Regions from separate parts of the Macaca mulatta genome. Here region 1 is linked to region 2. Evidence: chromatin contacts called from public Hi-C data. All regions are on one chromosome and are shown on one strand. The core of a region is the stretch at or near the end of the contact, and the rest is flanking DNA. Distances in the headings are between cores, read along the strand shown.

The links. Hi-C and Micro-C count contacts between places; a contact is called where the count stands out from the background.
Region 1: a Hi-C map of sperm shows a contact between it and region 2, with 3 times the contacts expected there. The contact joins the enhancer-like site here to the promoter of STPG4 in region 2. A contact is called at or near these places in 6 of 14 Hi-C or Micro-C datasets (cortical neurons, fetal cortex germinal zone, fetal cortical plate and 3 more).

Annotation. Positions count from the first base shown.
Region 1 is chr13:77,833,908-77,840,426 of T2T-MMU8v2.0, reverse strand. The region is part of intron 9 of TTC7A (tetratricopeptide repeat domain 7A); the gene reads left to right. Among named protein-coding and RNA genes, the nearest start is that of TTC7A, 81 kb to the left of the region's middle. Within about 2 kb of position 3,351, at least 6 of the 40 cell types and tissues checked have an H3K27ac peak or open chromatin away from gene starts, as enhancers often do.
Region 2 is chr13:77,687,600-77,694,165 of T2T-MMU8v2.0, reverse strand. STPG4 (sperm-tail PG-rich repeat containing 4) reads right to left here and starts at 4,253. Exons shown (of 5, transcript NM_001190958.2): 1 at 4,173-4,253; 2 at 1,953-2,012; 3 at 114-371. The coding sequence starts at 4,253.

The DNA.
Region 1 (6,519 bases), core at 2,102-4,601, 150 kb before region 2:
TCCCTGGTCTTCTCAAGTGTAAAAGGCCAGGGAGGTGACTTTGGGGATCAGAGGGCTTTGTAAAAGGGACAAGCCTGTCGGGGTAAGGATGGTCCTAATTTTTCTCCTGGTAGGGAGCAAGGCTGGGCTTTGTCTTCCCAAGTCATTTTCTGTAGCCTCTGCTTGATCGAAGTCCTCAGGACAGAGTTCAGATGCCTTTCAGTTAAGGCTGTCCACCCACTCCCAAACCCTCCAAGCAGAGAATGGCCTTTCACAGAAACATGGCCCATGCTTGGAGCCAGGTGGGTTTTCCTGAGTATGCGTTCTCTTTCAAGCAGCTCTTTCCCTTTTGCACGACAGTGTGGCCGGCAGCCTGCCTCAGAGACTAGGGGTTAGAGGGTGGGTGAGTCTGGGTTGGCTGGCCAGGCGGTGTCCTGGGAGATTCCCTGTGGCACAGGAAACAGGCACTGCCCAGACACTGTTTGCACTGAGGCTGGGAGGAGGCGCCTCTTGTGGGGCTGGCTGGTTTGTTTCCCCTTACACCCAGCCTGTTAGACATTCAGAAACTTGAGGGATTTGGGGGAGAGTGTTGGCAATGTGCTTAGCTTTAGTGTTTCGTCTGCGGTGACCTTTTCCCCGGGTGCTGGATCTGGCCTCTGTGGCCGGGAATGGTTTCTCCGAGTGGCCAGACCTGCCATTTCTCCTGCCTTTGTTTTAAATTCTCCTTCCTTCCAGTCTCATTCTTGAACAGTGAGAGGACTAGGGTATGGGTTCCACTCTACCAGCTTCCCAAGCTCCTGCCCTGATACCACTCAGCTGAACCCCAAGCCTCCATGCACCTGTAGGGTTTTCCTCATCCCCCTTTGATATTGTCTGGGTTTGGCTGCAAATGATGGGCTTGGAGAGAAACCTCTAGAACAGCAGCTGTTGGCCTTGGCTGCTATTTAGGTTCTCCTAATACCTGCAGAATATGTTATGCTGCAGTGAAAGCTTTTCCCGCAGAGCCAACCCAGGAGGCATCATCATCATTGCTTCCACCTCCAGGACATCCAGAGCAGCTGCTGCAGGAAGCAGTGTTTGCAGTGTTTGCAGGCTTCCTTATTTTGTGGTTTGGAACTCAGAGGATTGGCTGTGTGGTATGGGGCTGCTACCTTGGATATGGTTTTTATTACAAGCTGACTATGTGCGATCAGAATGAATGAGGGAGACCTTGTCTTTCCAGAGGTAAATAGAAACCTTACTAATGCTTTCACAGGAATGGAAGGAGGATATGAAATATAACTGGTTGAAGATGATTTGTGTTTTAGACCTAGTTTTGAGTCTTTGGGGCCAAAATGGCATTTAAAAATCCACCTACTTATCATTGATTCATTCATATATCCATTATCTACACACTTTCCCATTTATCCTTCTGGCCATCTACCCTCCCATCGTTTCTCCATCCACCCATCCTCCTACCCACCATTCATTCATCCACTTATTAATCCATTCATCCACCATCCATCCATCCACCTATTAATCCATTCATCCACCATCCATCCATCCACCCATTCATTCATCCATCTACCCACCCACCACCAACCATGCATCCCCCTACCCATTCATCCATTTATCCATCCACCTCCCATTCATCCAACCACCCTTTCATCCATCCATCTACCCACCATTCATGTATCCACCTATTCATCCACCTATCATTCATCCATCCACCCATCATTCCATCCATCCCCCATTCATCCATCCAGCCACCTACCAACCCTGCATCCACCTACCATTCATCTGTCTATCCATCCATTCATTTACTCATCTATCCATCCACCTACCATCCATCCATCTAATCTTGTTCGAGCAGCTACAGCATGCAGGACCATGCTCAGCATTGTAAAGACAATGATTAATTGTTCAATCATAGTTCCTGTCCCAAATGGACTCCCGTCTACTGCAGTTTGTTCCCAGGGATGTGGAGGAAATCCTGGTCCCCAAATCAGAAGGAATGATCCCAGTCTGCTGAACCTCAAATGTAAATTCTTGTTTTTGAAAGAACTGTGTATCAAACCAGCCTGATTTTCTGAAACAGTTGGGGAACTAGGAGATACAGGAATCTTTATTATTTCTAAAATACTGATCTGGGACATAAAAATATGTGCTAAAGTAAACTGAACCCTTGGATCCCTGTTTCTTTTCGCTAGCGAACAAGTTGCTGCTCTTAGAAATGGAAAGGGTACAGAGCCCTGGTGTTGAGGGAGTGGGGTGGATAGGTAAGTCTCTGAGTCCTGGGACTCTGCAGATTAACAGACTTTGTGCCATGCCCAATGCTGGGCATCTGGCTATTTGAATCTTGAATTTACCATTCACAATCTATGTGGCCTGGGTGAGCTTCTTACCACCCTGAGCCTCGGTTTTCTCATCTGTAAAATGGAGCTAATAAGGTCTCTCTTGTATGACTTTGGTGGATTAAATAAGAAAATGAACGTGAAGGTGCCTGGTACATTTTGGTTCTTCAATATGTGCTCATTTTGTCCTGATAAATACTTGATCCTGACTTAGTCATTTTTGAAAACATTTATGTTCAGGTCTGATTGGGAGATAAATTGGATTAAGGATGCCATTCAGTTAAAAAAACAAAACAAAACAAAACAAAAAGTGCTTCCTGGGCTTGATTCCATCAGGGATTCAGCAGATGAGCACAGATTGTTTCAGCTTTTGGGATCTGGTTTGCTCCAACACAAGGCCCTGCTCTGCTAAAGGCTGAAGCGGTGAAGGGTTTGATAACACTGCCAGCTTAGAGCCCTTGGTTCAGTGGAGGTGGGAGAGCCTCTCTCTAACTGGCGGAAAGAGCTGTTTTTTCTGCTGCAGGAGCCTGATGCAGCAGGAGCTTGGAGGCTGGCATGGGCCTGGCCTGGGTCGCTGGGTGGATGGGACATGTCACAGAGCATGTTATTTCTTGGCTCTGTGGACTGGCAGCTCAAGAGCCAGTGGTAATTATGTCTGCTGATGGGGACGACAGCACAGGGGGAGCATGACAGTGTCCTCCAGGGAAAGGGCGGGTGCTGGGTACAGATGCTGCCAGGAGACTTGTTTCCGGGGTAATTTTGCAGAGGGTGGGGGTGGCAGCAGCAGGCCCTGAGCCTTGTCCCTTGGCCAATGGAGAGCCTGTTTTTGAGAATGGGGTTGATCAGGGCCTTGCTTGGACTTGTTGCCCAAGGAGCATGTTCTTTGCAGAGAAGCAGCACCCAGGGCCTGATGGGGGAAGCCTGACCTTGTGTTTTGCTTCAGTTCTTTTATAAGCAGAGCTAGCCCAGGGTCTCTCACGGCATGGATGAGGCTATTGGACACTTCCTCGGAGGTACCTGGAGGCAGGGAAGGAGCCAGAAGTGAAGTCAGAATGTCTAGGCTGTAATTTAGGTCCCAACCCCCTGTCTCGTGTGCATTGGAAAGCTTACCTGGTCTCCTATCTGTAAAGTCTTCCCACCTGTAGAATAGGCTGAGAGTACACAGAAGATTGTTGTGAGCGTTTTGAGATGCCGTACAGAGGTACAGAGCGTGCTCCACATGGTAGTTCCCTTTCCTTCTCTTAGACTGGAGCCCTGTTTATGACCAGAGTTAGAGAGGAGAAACAGGGCTGGGCAGAAGGAGAGGTTAGTGCTGCCTGTGGTGCTACAGCCACCAAAGGATCGGGACTGGTCTTGTATCTTACTAGGTTGGAAAAAGCTGGCAGAGGAGCCCCAGGCGTCTAGAGCTCAGGCAAGCCGCAGCGGTCCCAAACTGGCCGACTGAGGGAACGGGGGGTGGTTCAGCCTCAGCTCCGTGGGACCTTGCGCAAGGTAGTTCACCTTCTGGGGCTCAGTGTCCTTATCTGCAGAGGGTGGGGGGCAGTCAGTGATTTCATCCCTGCCCCACCATGGGGTTACTGTGAGGCCAGATGAGATGGTGGATGTGACAATTCAGCTTCTAAAAGAGTAATGTGGGCCAGGAGCGGTGGCTCAAGCCTGTAATCCCAGCACTTTGGGAGGCCGAGGTGGGCGGATCACTTGAGGTCAGGAGTTCAAGACCAACCTGGCTAACATAGTGAAGCCCTGTCTCTACTAGAAATAGAAAAAAATTAGCCAGGCATGGTGGCGGGTGCCTGTAATCCCAACTACTCGGGAGGCTGAGGCAGGAAAATCGCTTGAACCCGGGAGGCGGAGGTTGCAGTGAGCCGAGACCGAGCCACTGCACTCCAGCCTAGGCAACAAAAGTAAGACTGCCTCAAAAAAAAAAAAAAAGTAATGCGTGTCACACACATAGGGCTAGCTATTTGACCAAGAGTAGTCCCTGCCTTAGGTTTCTCATGGGCCAGCCTGCCTGAGGCCTTTCCCTAAGGTCCCGTATTTGCTTCATGGATACTTGGTCAAAGACCAGAAATGTGTTATGCTCTCAGTGCTGAGCTGTTGGGTGATGGGTGTATGGGGACTAGCGTGGTTTCTTTGGCTTCTCCTCTTCTGACCTGCCAGAGGGCTTGCAGTGAATATTCTTTAGTCTAGGAGGGGCTACCCTAGGAGAACAGCCAGGACAAAGGCTAGGAGCAGGACAACTACACAAGCGCTAGATTTAAATCCTGGGATTAAATGCATGGATTAAACAGAGCAGTGCATCCCCAGCACTGGGCAGCCTTGGGGTGGGTGTGGGGATTATGGCAGTGCACACTAGGCAGGGAGAAACCAGAGGAGAATATTCTGCCATATTCTAAGAACTGAGAAAGAGACGGTGAGAAGATTTAGTGTTCATGTATTACTTTAAAGGTCACAAGTGCATTCACATCTGTTACTGCATTTGATCTAGAGGATGTTCTAATGAAAGCAGGTCTGAGGCCACCTCAATGGTGGAAGGGAAAGAATGTAGCTGGGACTAGGTCAGAGCTACTGCCAGACCATGGCGGTACACCATGTGGCCTCAGGGCAATGAGCCAGGGAGGAGGGAGCAGGACAGCTGGGGGTGCTGGGAGGGCACTGATGCTCCCATAGTGTCTGAGGCCCTGGCCCCTGAGCTGCACATGAATTTTATTCTGCTGTGGCTTACCCACCAGCCCCCACGCCTGCCTTTTCTCTGTCCCATTTCCCCCTACCCCGCCCTGTTGCCATGGTTACACACACAGGCACTGCCCAGCAACCACCAGGACTATTTCACTTTGGCCCTGCCCCAAAACCATAGTAACCACTCAGCCCACTTCCACTTCTGGCTGGGGAATCACAGCCCTCTCTTGCACAGGCCCCAGTTCGTACAAGTCCGTAGGACCCCCAAGGAGCCTTCCTGGCTGTCTGCCTATTGAGGGCCTATCACCAGCCTGAGGATTTGTGCTGCTGCTGCTGCCGCTGCTGCTAGACTGATCCTCTCTTCTGTTCCTATTCTTCTGACCTAATTAACGCCCAGTTCTGAAAATTCACCCCTCCCTCTGCCAGACACAAATTCAGACACTGTTCTCTTAAAGGTCAAGGTCTAGGGTGGACAGGGGGAGGTTTCCACTCCAGGCCCAGAATCTTTCTCTCCTGAGTGTCACACCCTGCGAAGGCAGGTTGAGTCAAGTTCTGTGTGTGCGGCTGTGCCTGGGGCCAGGAGTCTAGCCGTGAGCAAGAACTGGTGAACCAGATGGGGGCATATGGGCTGCGGTATGGGCCGGGTGGGGGAAGGACAGGAGAGGCCTGACCTCTCCTGGTGAGATGAGTCAGGGATGGTGCTGTAAGAAGGTGGTCCTGAATGGAGTTTTGAGGAGCTAGAAGGTGTCCAGGTTGACAGAGGGAACTGCAGCATGACCGAAGATGGGCCATGGTGACTATAGGGACCAGCAAGGGGTTCCATGTCACTGGAGAGAAGCTGGCCAGTTAGGCAGCCCCAGAAAGGAGTTTAGACTTTATCCCGATGGCCATAGTGATGGCTCGCAGCCCACTATCTCCTGAACAAGACGGGTCTGCACGGGCAGGCAGGCGGGTCCCCAGACCCTGCATGTGTCCAGCCAAGCTGCTTCCCACCCCTGCAGACTGCCTGTCCCCACTCCCTCCCATCAGAACCTCTCACTCCCACCAGAATTCCAGGTCAGCTTCCACTCGGGGATGTGCATTCTGTACTGCTGCTCCTTCCTGTTCTCCCCACAGACAGAGCCTCTGTGCCCCATCCTCTCACTCCCGAGCCACTCCTGCCTGGTGGAGGCTGCCCCTGTGGGTCCCCACCCGGGATGGCCAGAGCTGGGGAGCTACTGGAGGTGGCAAAGTGGGGCGGTACATTGCCAGGGATAGAACAAGGGCTGTATTCCTAGTTGGCTCAGGGGACTAGCTCCTGCCAACCCTCTCCCTAGAATTTCTTCTCTCTTCCTGTTGGTGGCTGTGTGGGCGGACTTCACTGGGAAGGAGGGGGATTTCTTGGCACCTTCTTTCTCCACTCCTCTCCTTCAACCCTTTGGAGCTCCTGAGTGGCTCCCGTTCCGCAGGCTGACTCCAGAACTCAGCCTTGCCGGGATTTCCGGGCATCCCGGCACCCTCTCCTGGGCCATCTGAGTCCATGGGGGCA
Region 2 (6,566 bases), core at 3,004-5,503:
CTTAAAAGTTTTCCATTTCTCCTGGGGGAAGATATACTCTATGTATAAAAATACTTTCCTCAGGGGCTCTGAGTAGCTTTCCCACACAAAGCAATCTGCTAGTAGTGCTTTACCTGATCTTTGTCAACTAGTGTGCTGGGGCTTGGCCGTGGTTTGTCTTTGAATGAGTAAGTAGCCGCTTGCTTCTTTAACAGGTCCAGGAAGCCAGGAGGCATATACTGCGGAAGATCATTTAGGACTGGATTGTTCCTTTGCACAAGAGGTGGTTTTTTCCTTCCTTCGTTTTTAAAATTGTAGGTTGCTATCACTGGATTTAACAGGGATTCTTCAATAAAAGTTTTCAAGTGGTAAGTGCCAGGTATAGGAGTATTCTGTGGAAAATTGACATCAGTTTTAAGATTGTATAAACACGTAACTTCTCCTAAAACACCATTCTTGGATGGGAAGCCCCCAAGTAACATTTCTCTTTGTTTTCAAGTTTAATGAAATTGTATCAAATACAGTAAACACTCTTGACAGAAGAGTATTTCAAAATCATGATTATTTCCTTTCTGAAATAATTGCTGAATTATAGCAAATGGGTTAGAGTTGAAATTTAACTTTTTTTGGCCGGGCGCGGTGGCTCAAGCCTGTAATCCCAGCACTTTGGGAGGCCGAGACGGGCGGATCACGAGGTCAGGAGATCGAGACCATCCTGGCTAACATGGTGAAACCCCGTCTCTACTAAAAAAATACAAAAAACTAGCCGGGCGAGGTGGCGGGCGCCTGTAGTCCCAGCTACACAGGAGGCTGAGGCAGGAGAATGGCGTAAACCCGGGAGGCGGAGCTTGCAGTGAGCTGAGATCCGGCCACTGCGCTCCAGCCCCGGCGACAGAGCGAGACTCCGTCTCAAAAAAAAAAAAAAAAAAAAAAAATTTAACTTTTTTTTAAATATATATTTTTAGTAGAGACAGGGTTTCACCATGTTAGCTAGGATGGTCTAGATCTCCTGACCTCGTGATCTACCCGCATTGGCCTCCCAAAGTGCTGGGATTACAGGCATGAGCCACCGTGGCCGGCCGAAATTTAACTTTTTAGAAGGCAACTTTGGTGATTCAACTTTGGGATTCAACCTTGACTATGAATCTCAGACCTCTAGTGAGACCACTCAGGATAGTTTCTTGGCTAACTAGAAACTATCCTACATCTGTTTAGCCAATACTGTGTTTCTCTCTAGCCCTCAAGTGGGAAGCTAAAGGATAATGACATGAGACCAGGATAAACTGGCAGAGCATATGGCCTAGTTAGTCCAATAAGAGGTTTGGTACTTTCAAATTACAACCAGTGTGGCTGAATGGCCAGAACTGAACGTTTAGTCACCGCTGCTTTTGTGGCCATCTTTCCACTAAGCACTCAGCTCAGTTCTGCCATTAAAATTACTGCAATTCCAAGAAGACTTTGACCCATGAAGTTCCTCTATTATTGAAGGGCATTGACAGAAAATATATCTGTAATATAGAAATTCTCTGGAGAGGGGGATCTTCTGGTCATTTTTCTTCCATATATTACCATTTTGCTTTCACATCATATTGACCATATTAAGGACCATTTGCATAAGGTCTATACCATATAAAATAAAAACTGAAACCAAAACACCTTTCCAGAATGCATGCTTTTTTTGTTTTGCAATCTCACCCAGATCATAAGATCATAGGTTAGCCTTATCTAGATGTTCTGTAAAGCACCTAGATTTCTAGAATTGTTTAACTTTTCCAAGCTTCTATTGCATTCAAAATTAAGTTAGTTTCTCATTCATATGCTGACACTAAAATTTTAAGTATGAAATGAGGTCCATGCAGATCTGAACAATTACTGTTTTCTTCAATTAAGTGTTAGTCTTAAAAGGTATAACGGATTAAAATATTAATGGAATAGGAATAATGTGAATAGGAAAGACTGAACAATGTACATACTGTTAATGCTATTCTCCACCATCCTTCTCTTTCAAAAGAGGAAGTCTTTCGGGCTGGTTTCTATTAACAAACACAAAGTATGCTTATTCATTTGAGAGGTGATCCCTTGAAATTAAATATAAGTTATAAAACATTTGTTTGAAGAAATTCACACCCATACCCAACTGACAAGGCTTCATTAAAATAAAAGCTACATAATAATAAATTTGCCCATTTTCCTTAAATTGTTATTTTATGATCTTAAGTCCTTTCAAATAACTAAATTCTCTTTGATAAAATTAGAGTAATAAACATTCGCATCTCACAGAGATGTTGTACATATATTAAATGTGATGAAATGTGGTGTTCTTAGGAAGAAAAGAGTTGGGCTTGAAGCCAGACAGACTTAGGTTGGAACTCAGCTCTGCCACTTACCGCTAGGTGCACTGGGTAAGTTACTCAACTCTCATGCTTCCTCACAGTAGTATAAAAATAAGGCACTACCAGAGTTGCCATGAGAATAAAGCATTGTATGCCAGACGTGGTGGTTCACACCTGTAATCCCAGCACTTTGGGAGGCCAACTTGGGTGGATCACTTGAGGCCAGGAGTTTAAGACCAGCCTGGCCAACATGGTAAAACCCTGTCTGTACTAAAAATACAAAAAAATTAGCTGGGCGTGCTGGCACATGCCTGTAATCCCTACTCAGAAGGCTGTAATCCCTACTCAGGAGGCTGAGGCACGAGAATCACTTGAACTTGGGAGGCGGAGGTTGCAGTGGGCTGAGATCATGTCACTGCAACTCCAGCCTGGGCGACAAAGCGAGAAGCCACCTCAGGGGAAAAAAAAAAGAGTAAGGCATTGTACATATAAAGACTTGCATCTACAATCAGTGCTCAATAAATGTAGCTTTAATTTTTAACATCTCATCTGCCAAGTTAAGAAGCAGATTATTTTGGTATTCCTCAGTTTCCAAGGAAGCTGTTGTCTTCATATTTAGTACTCTATACCCATTCATCCATTATTATTTCATATTTATTTCAGCCCACTGTCCACAGAACACAACCGTTTAGTATATTCCTTTTGTGCTGTTTGTCCTAGGTAAAATCATTATGTTGAGTTCCCCTTTCATTTATAATGCCTTTATTACTATAAAATATAGGTCGTCAAGCAAGACTGCATTAAAAGTAATAATCTAATCAGTAAAACTGATATAATTCATTCTTCCTGTCTAGTAACTTAAATCTACTGTACTTATGAGTACCACTGGGTTTTATTTTATTATGATATATGTGAATTTCTCTAAAAAACATTGTCTCATGCACACTGCTAAAGCTGAGCTTCTTCCTTGATACTTCTTCGTGAGATTTATGTTGAATCTTCTCTGTGGCACTTTTATAGTCACAGAAATTAAACTTTCTCAGGCAGGTCAAGACAGGTCTCCCACCCCTACCCCAGAATAAGGAAAATGAGATGGGAAGGAGAGGGAAAAAAACTTGATCAATCTAATGGAAGACAATTGGCAGCTGCTGTTTTGTTTTGCCCAAGACAGGTGATCTAAATTCCACTTATCTACCATTTTAAATTCACTCTAAGGGGAAAGATAAAAGATTAGGTTAAACAACCCTCACCCACATTTATTTAAAAACGTAACAAAGGCCGGGCATGGCGGTGCACGCCTGTAAGCCCAGCTACGCGGGAGGCTGAGGCAGGAGAATCCCTTGAACCCGGGAGGTGGAGGTTGCAGTCAGCCGAGATCACACCGCTGCACTCCTGCCTGGGTGACAGATCGAGACTCCAAAAGAAAAATGTAGCAAAGGTAGCTTCAAATATTTTTATACATACTAAAGTAGGAGGCGGAGCAAAACGTGTCTAGTAAGACCACAGAAGGAAAAACCCAGTCTTCCAGCAGATGGAGCGGAGAGGGAAAGAAATCCAATCACCATACTAAACCAGTTGTCCAGTTTAATTAGTAGTGGGAAGAAGGGAAAAATACAGAAAACAAAGGGCGAAGAAGAAAAAAGGAAGAAGCAAGGCGAAAAGAAAGAAAACAAAGGAAATGTCCAATAAAGACCAGGAAGGAAGGTCCGCAGGCGGAGACGTACGTGAGGGCAAGGAGAGAAGGGTAGGAAGAGGGAACCAGAAGGGCACGAAGGCCTGGGATTAGAGAGCGGTGGGAAAAGGGCAGCGAGCCTGGTGAGGGGAGCAGGAGCCAGGCCGGCAAGGGGCAGACGATCTTACCGAGGCTGTGATGAATGATTCTCCACGCACCAGGTCCTCCCTTAGTGTGGTGGAGGCGGTGGCGACGGCTGGCTGGTCCATGGTGGCCTCCTCTCTCCTTAGGCTGAGCCTGGCGTCCGGTTGCTAGGAGGCGGGTGTGGCCCGCGGGCTCCGCGCGCGCGCGCTGGGACCGCCAGATTTATCTTTAGTGCTGGGGGAAGGGAAGCGGGCACGTACTTTGAGGTCCCGCGCGAAGACCTGCGCAGAGGAAAACCCTAGAAAAGAGACGGTTAAGAACGCATGTGAGAAGAAAATCTAGAGGGCTCTGGAGTTGCCAGAGAGCCCTCGGGTAAGGATCTGCGAAAAGGGAGGCTTGTTAAGGGCTTGAGCGTACCCACAATCTTCATCAGTTCCGTTCCAGTCCACCCCCAATCACACACCCGACAGGGAGGCAGTGTGCTTGGTAGGCATACTTACAGAAATCTGCCTTAGCATCCACTTTCTAAGGTTGTTTCTAAGCTCCTCCAAATAGAAACTCTGGGGCTGACTTCTCTTGTCTCTGACTTGCAGAGTGGAGTGAGCACAAGACACAGCGGGTTTCAATAGCTGTGAAACCACAGACCACCCCATTCTTCTCAGTATAGACCCTTTTTATTGTCAGCCTCTCTAATCTGTACCTTCTTTTTAACCTAGGAACATTCTCACCTTTAAAAACACACCCTCCACAACCTTAATTTCATTTTATACAGTACCTACTGTATTCCCGGGACTTCACACACGTTATTTAATCTTCACACCAACCCTACAAAGTAGGTATTAGTCCCATTTTCTGGATGAGGAAACACAGGTTTCCTTGGACGTTTAGCACAGTTCACTCAGCATCACACACAAATGGCAGAACCAGAATTAAAATCCAAACCTGACTCTAGAGCTCTACTGCCCTATACCACGAAGTTTCTGCTTCCCTTTACAAACTTTCAAGACTAATATGGACTCTTTTCTCACTTCCCATACTTTCCTAAAAACATCTTAATCTAGCCTGCACACAACTTTTAATTAAAATTGCACTTCAACTCACCAGTGATCCAAGTGCCAAATCCAATGGGGATTTTCAGCTCTTATGAAACTTGGCCTTCAATTTTCATTGCTGCACTGATTATTCCCTCATTCTTGAATCACTCTCCTCCCTTGACTACCAGGACTTGGACGCTGGTTGCATATGCTGACTTATTCTGTGCTTGTTTCCTTGTCTATAGAGAAGGGGTTAATAAAATTGGTACCTATCCACATAGGTTATAAAGAAGATTAACTTGAAATGTTTACAGCCATGTCTGGCAAATGCAGTCAGTAAATGTGAGTTGTCATTACCTTTAGGACAAAAGCAACATTTACAATCCAATCTCTCACTTTTCTCTTTTCTTTTTTTTTTGAAACGAAGTCTCACTGTGTTGCCCAGGCTGGAGTGCAGTGGCACAATCTCAGCTCACTGCAACCTCGGCTTCCAGAGTAGCTGGGACTACAGGCGCCCGCCACCACACCCAGCAAATTTTTGTATTTTTAGTAGAGACAGGGTTTCACCATATTGGTCAGGCTGGTCTTGAACTCCTGACCTCGCGATCCACCCACCTCGGCCCCCCAAATTATTGAGATTACAGGCATCAGCCACCACGCCCGGCCACTTCTCTCCCTTATTAGGATGGCATGCTCTGCTGTATCATGCTTGCAAAAACCCCAAACATGCCATCTTCACATTTCTATTTGTCTCCACATATGCTAGCTCTTCTGCATGAAATGCTATTCCTTTCTTTGACCACCTGAAAAATCTCAAGAGTCAACTCCTCTGAGTAGACCTCTAAGCCTAATCCACCAAGTCCCAAAGGACCCCGTGACTATCATTGTTGGAAGATTCCTTTCATGACAAATCGTTTCTCCTCTAATTTTAAACACCCAAAACACGGGGTTGTTTTTTAATTGACCCCTTTGAACACAAGGACTAAAATATTTGTTGAATAAACCACTGACTGGTTTTCCCCTCTAAGTAAACCAAAGACTAGATTACAGCAATGCTTTTCAAAAATTGATATGCATACAAAATATCTGATGATCTTGTTTAAAAAGCAGATTGATTCCAATTCTGAGGCAGGACCTAAGATTCTGCTTTTCCAACAAGCTCCTGGGTGATTCTATGGGTGACTTTTTGAGGAGCAAGAGACTAGAGGACTTCTAGTTTCTTAAAATACTGGGATTCTAAATTCATTTAAGATAGCCTTAACAGGCACTAGGTTTAAAATGAACAACTGAAATTAGAAAGCGAAGAGGCAATACCAAAGTTCTCACAAATGTTAAGAGATTAATCAAGTCCATTCCCTGTGCCTCATTTCATTTTCTTATTTTGGCTGAGCCTGTAAAACTGGC